Regions from separate parts of the Rattus norvegicus genome. Here region 2 is linked to region 1. A link is a contact called in public Hi-C data. All regions are on one chromosome and are shown on one strand. Each heading gives the region's core, a stretch centred on a gene start, on an enhancer-like site or on the middle of the called end of the contact. The rest is flanking DNA. Distances are from core to core; before and after follow the strand shown.

What was found. A called contact is a pair of places that touch in the nucleus more often than the background predicts.
Region 2: a Hi-C map of liver shows a contact between it and region 1, with 2.4 times the contacts expected there. The contact joins the promoter of Lrrc8d here to the enhancer-like site in region 1. A contact is called at or near these places in 3 of 12 Hi-C or Micro-C datasets (liver, mammary epithelial cells and psoas muscle).

The regions. Positions count from the first base shown.
Region 1 is chr14:4,300,555-4,303,639 of GRCr8, reverse strand. No RefSeq gene overlaps it. Among named protein-coding and RNA genes, the nearest start is that of Zfp326, 17 kb to the right of the region's middle. Within about 2 kb of position 1,654, at least 24 of the 93 cell types and tissues checked have an H3K27ac peak or open chromatin away from gene starts, as enhancers often do. A contact at or near this core is called in liver, where this site is marked.
Region 2 is chr14:4,348,632-4,351,716 of GRCr8, reverse strand. It overlaps Lrrc8d (leucine rich repeat containing 8 VRAC subunit D), which reads left to right and starts at 1,481. Exons shown (of 2, transcript NM_001008338.1): 1 at 1,481-1,654. The coding sequence starts at 1,651.

The sequences.
Region 1 (3,085 bases), core at 405-2,904:
TCTCTCTCTCTCTCTCTCTCTCTATCTCTCTCACACACATACTCTCTGAGTGGGTGAAACAAAAGGCAGAGTAGAATAACTTCATACACACAAATGCATACATACACACATACATAAATATATACATATACATGTATACACATGCATACATATATGCACATACATGCATATATGCATATATACATATACACATACATACACATACATATATGTGTATATACATATACGCATACATACACATATACATACATATATATACCTATATACACACATACACATATACATCATACATACACATATATACACACATATATATGTATGTACCTACATACATACATACAGACAGAGGCACATCCACACATAGAATGGTTAGAGCAAAGCTCCAGCAAGCAGGCGCCAAGCATTTCATACATACATACATAAATACTCACAACTGGTAGATGGAGCAAGCTCCAACACACGCCCAGACAAGCCTTTACACACAAACACACACACACACACACACACACACACACACACACACACACACACAGTTGCTGGGTGGAAGGACCAATGTTCCAGCATCTACCTGACTCACACAAACTTTATACATATACACACACACACATAGTTAATGGAGGGAATTATATCCCCACTCACACAAACTTTATACATATACACACACATACACGTAGTTAATGGAGGGTACTGTGTTCCCCACTCACACAAACCTTACACATACACACACATGCACAGAGTTGACGGATGGGAGAAACAAATGTTCTAGCCCCGGTTCTTTCTTCTTCTCCCATAGTTTATATATTCCAGCAAAATCTTTCAAGCAGTGCAAAATTTCAATGTGATTACTTTTTAGTTTTCTTCTAGTGAACGATTATGAAAAAAAAAAACTGTGTTTTTCAATACCTTTACAAGAAATAACATTACATAGCACGGGTAAAGAAAATAAATTATTTCCCCAACCCCACGTACATTTGGAACTAAGCAACTCGTTATAGATTAAGAAAGTGTAAGCAAGCAAGGGATTTTCCTCAGCCAGTGTCTCTTACTGGTGGCCAGCAGCTGAAGTTACAAAGAAAGGGTCAATTGATTTATTATTTATCTTTAAAAGTGACCTTGCAAGAATCTTAAGAGAATCGCACGCCTAAACTTTTATATAAAAATCAGTCGTATCTACCTTAAATCCTCAGAATGCACATCTACTCATCAGCAAATCTTATGAATCCTATCAGGAAGCCAAGGGCAAAAATGGGTTCAAGAAATCAGTCGTCAGCAGCCCAGCCTCAGCGAGAGTCACGTCAGCCATGCTGCCCTTGTTCTTGTTCCCTGACCATGAAAGGTCCCAGCTTAACTAAGAAGGGTGCCTTTCTGAACTTCGGATTGTTCCCTGAGGTTTTCTACATCAGAGCCAGTAGTGAAAATATCTCGATCTGGCTTCACCAACAGCATTTATTTTTCCAAATGCTTTCTATCTACGTCTCCAAGTTGACAATCTACGCCTCTAAGTTATTCTCTACCCAGCGAGGGGCCGGAAGCCCCTTAGAGTTTCACACAGCTCTCGGATTAAGAGGGAAGTGAGAGCAGCAAGCAGAACAGAACTCTGTAACACGTGGTCCTCAGGGCTGTGTCACACTGAGACTCACCCGTGTGGCTGTGGTAACCCTTGGGCCGGAATCCATTTTGTCCCTCCTCCTGCGTGGCCCTCAGCAGAAGCCGTAGGCTGGAGAAGCAATGCTACCGACACCTTAACCAAGGTTCAGTACCCAGAAGAGAGAACCCACGGTGCGATCCACCCAGAATTTGGCACTTTGTCATGGAGCCCTGGGAGTCTGCTATGCCTTCCCTTCTCTCCTCGTGGCTTTTTTTACTTTTATTTTTTTTTAAATTAGGGCTCCTGGGACTAAATCCCATCTAAGTTTCTTTAATTCCCCCATCCTTTCTCAAATCCTTTTAGGAAAATCCCAAAACCTCGGTCTATAAGGATCACAGCGAGGAGGGAAAGAGTGAGCGCGTATTGAAAAATCTTGGCTCGGGGCTGGAGAGATGGCTCAGTGGTTAAGAGCTCTGACTGCTCTTCCAGAGGTCCTGAGTTCAAATCCCAGCAACCACATGGTGGCTCACAGCCATCTGTAATGAAATCTGATGCCCTCTTCTGGTGTGTCTGAAGACAGCTACAGTGTACTTATATATAATAAATAAATCTTAAGAAAAAAAAAAGAAAAATCTTGGCTCACACGGTGACTTGAGCCGCTGTCGTCACAGTGGCTTATTAGTGATTATCTATACAGATTAGGAAAATGAGGGCCAGGGGTTACACGTCGGCGAAAGTGATCAAGGCACTCAGCAAATGCTCATTAACCATCTACCAGGTTCACAGAGAGCCTGGTGGCTGGCACACGTCGTAATTCCAGCTCTCTGGGGGCAGACACCGAGATCATTACACATTCAAGGGAAGCCTGGTTTACAGAGCAAGTTCTGGGCCAGCCAGGGCTACACAGTAAGACCCTGTCTTCAAACAAGCAAACAAATAAAATAAAGTAAGAATCTTCCATGTCTAATAGGAAAAGAAGACATCGAGCAGCCCACAGATTAGAGAGGCTAGGAGAGGGTTACCTTTAGGCTTTTTGTAGGCGCTCTAAGCAAAGGCTCCTGTAGTCAGTGTGTCAAGTCAAGCAGGGGGCCAGGAGAAACCACCACGAATGCTAAACTGGACCTGGAAGAATCCCGTAGCAGGGAGCCAGGCAGAGGCGTGGAGGCCTTGCCCAGCCAGTGAGGCCCCCTCTTGTCTCGTAGGCTAAGCCTACAGTCCCGATCTTAGAGGGAGACTAGGCCATTTCTCATCCACTGTCCGTCAGCGGCACACACTGGCTTTAGATTACCAAAGCCCATTGTCTTTGTTTTCTAATGTACTTTTACTTCTGTGTTTGCCTCGAGTTTTCACGCAAGCATATCTTATATATATGAGGATCGTTTTTTCTTACCTGTCTTCTGCCCCAGAAGCCAGCACGTTCAAATGTTGGGAGAGGTTAGTACATCCCTCACTCTCAGGTCTCCCAGACTCTCGTTTATTTGTAATTGAACACATTCC
Region 2 (3,085 bases), core at 232-2,731, 48 kb before region 1:
ACGTGCTGTCCTCAGGTGGGCTCCGGGTTGAGACCAGTCCGTGCACAAGCATCTGTAGCAGGCACTGGGTAAAGGGCTCCCCCCAGTTCAGGGTCACAGCCCCAGCCTGCTGAGTCATCTCGGTTCTGCCTTGCTGGCTAGGACTCCCAAGCCGAATTCAGTTTGCCTTTCCTGCCTGAGTGAGCGTTCTGCTGGTCAAACAGCTCTTTTGTGCAGGTCTCTGGGGGTTCGTGTAGACAGGGAGCGGATTTGAGGGGAAGACCTGCTCGGCTGAATTCAGGTTACAAGAAACACCCGGTGGGTAACCTACACCTCTCCAGCCCAACCTGCCAGCATTTGCTCATGCAGAAAGACTGCTGTGACCTGGCATTGAGAACACAAAGTGTTTCAAAAGCTTCGTCCTTCTTGGAGGTGCCAGGCTTCCCGTCTGCCACTCTGCTCATGGGCCAGAGAGCCATAACCTTTCTTTTTTTTTTTTTTTTTTTCGGAGCTGGGGACCGAACCCAGGACCTTGCGCTTCCTAGGCAAGCGCTCTACCACTGAGCTAAGTCCCCAGCCCCGAGCCATAACCTTTCTTACCACTTTGGTTCCTAATCACCGGGGATGAGCCTCAAGCAAGAATAAAAACAGAAGGGCAGACAAGTACTGCATAAGCCTCTGCTTCAGAACTTGAAAACTAAACACGGCCAAGCCAAAGACATCTTTTACCCCCTTCCCTGTTTGCCTCGGCCTGATGTAACCTCCTCCTTAAATTACGCGGCTTTGTTAGAAAACAGTTCTAATCTCCTCCAACACTCCCCGACCCCCCCCCCCCGCCCAAGTGGTTTAGTTTTTTCCAGGTTCTGTCCTAGTGAGCTCACTTATTTCTTCCGAATAGTTGAGTTGTTAGAAGTGACCATGGTGGGATTCGTCCCCACGCACAGGGAGTGGTAGGCAAATGGTAACAGCTCTCCAAGGTGAGTCACAAGGCAGCGGTGCACAGAGGTCCTGGGATCTTACATACCGGGAACTGGGAACGGGTTGCTTCTGTCATTCACGTGGACTTGCTCCTTAAAATGTACTAAATTTTTCTTAACGTTATATCATCCACGGGAGCCCGATGTTTTTTTTAAACTAAAAATGTTTCGTGAGGAGGCCAGTAAATCCTTAGAGCACCAGCCCCCTGCCCCCACCCAACAAAGGGAAATGGCATGTTGTTTTTGACGCTGTGATTCAGAGAATTTATTTTATAGCCATTTGTCGTGTGTCTTGTGTCCAGGGCAGCCAGAAACAGATACTAAATATGCAGAGACCAGTAAGACACGCTCTTTCCTCTGAAATGGCTCAGTTCGTTGAATGAACAGCAGTTAGAGCCTAGTGCGTTCACGTTAATGAACTGCGGGCGATGAAGTGTGGAAACTCAGAGGTGGCCCTGTTAACTCAGCCGTGCAGTGGGACAGAAGGCTTTGCTAAGACACATTGGGAGTTACAGTTTGAGCCCACGAAGGTGACTGCAGGTCCGTCCCTATTCAGGCATCGTCTCCCACATGAGGGATCTAAGGCTCGGAGACATTAGGTGACCTTGCCTTAGACCCGGCAGCAGTCTATGTAGACTCACGGCAAGAATTATGCTGGGACTCTCCTCCTCCTGCTGGAAATTGAGCTTGGATCATGGGTAGGTTTACCCTGTAAGAGTCATGGGGACACAGGTCAGCCTGCGTTGTTGTGGGGCTACTGTACAAGGGATGTTGGTTGGCTTTTGGCTTTTAAAAGTCTCCTTCCTGTAAATGGACGACGTGCATTGTCTGACATTTAATTACAAAGGGCAGGACACTCAAGACACCTTGGGACTGGGTTCGTGTGTGACTCTCGGGGAGTCTGAGGACACCAGGCACACCAGACCGTCCATCATGTAGTATAATTAAACACAGGACAGAAAGACTGAAGGAGTCATTTTCATCTGTTTTGCTGAGCTGTGTTCACTACAGACTTACTGATTTGCATCGGATCACTCAGGGTTGAGCACTGTCCTCGACTAACATCTACTTACGACTGTGTCACCACTGTGCTGCTTAAAAGCGGGCTGGCGTGGCTGCCTGGCTTCACACGTCTGTACAAAGTCTTGGGGTACATGTATTCTATCAAGTTTGTCCACCAAACATTTGGGAATTTATTTACTTATGATTTTGTTGGTTTGTTTGAGATAGAGTCTGACTATGTAGCCCAGGTTGGCCTGGAAACAACTCTTTGGCTTCTTCTGTGTTGTTGGCCTATGTTTTTGTGGGGCTACTGTAGAGCAGGCTGACCTCAAACTCAGGGGCATTCTTCCAGTGTGTGTCTCATGAGTACTGAATTACAGGCTTTCCTGCGTACCCGGTTTTATATTATTGTTTTGTCTTTGAGATAGCGTCTCTCCCTGTGTAGCCAAGATCGCTTTTCAGATCATGGTCCTGCTGCCTCAGCTTCCCGAGTGCTGGAATTAAATGTGTGCACAACTGCACATAACTTGCAAATGTATCTTATTCTGTCACCGTGCCTTCTGATTTGTGGCACTGGGTGGATTAGTCTAATGCCCTGACCAAGAAACGTGTAAATTATGATGAATCATAGCTTGAATTAATTTGCTTCATTTCCTGTGGACATATTTATATAAAGCATTAAGAATAACCTTTTGAATAAAAAATATGTTCTTTCAAAAATATTAATAAGAGTATGATAAATATGCACGCATGTGCACACACACACACACTTCTTTATTCTTTTAGAATTCTGATAAGTTCTTTCTCAGCAGTGGGTTTCAGTGATGGATTTTGATTTTGAACCTAAGTATTATTGACTAAGGAAAAAAAAACCAAAAAACAAAACCACAGGCCCCTGGAGTCAGGAAGTGTTGATTTTGGTTTAAGGCCAATGGGTGAGTGATGTTTAATACATTAAATATTAAATACAGAATCCTTTGGTGTGTTGAGTGCTGCTAACGCTGCCAATTAAAACATCCAGTTTGATTTATAGAAGTTTAATTTGATCTGGATACAACCTGTTTCATCTGACAATTACCATACCATCATGACGTTTTGATAACAATCCAAATAACTCTCATTGAGAG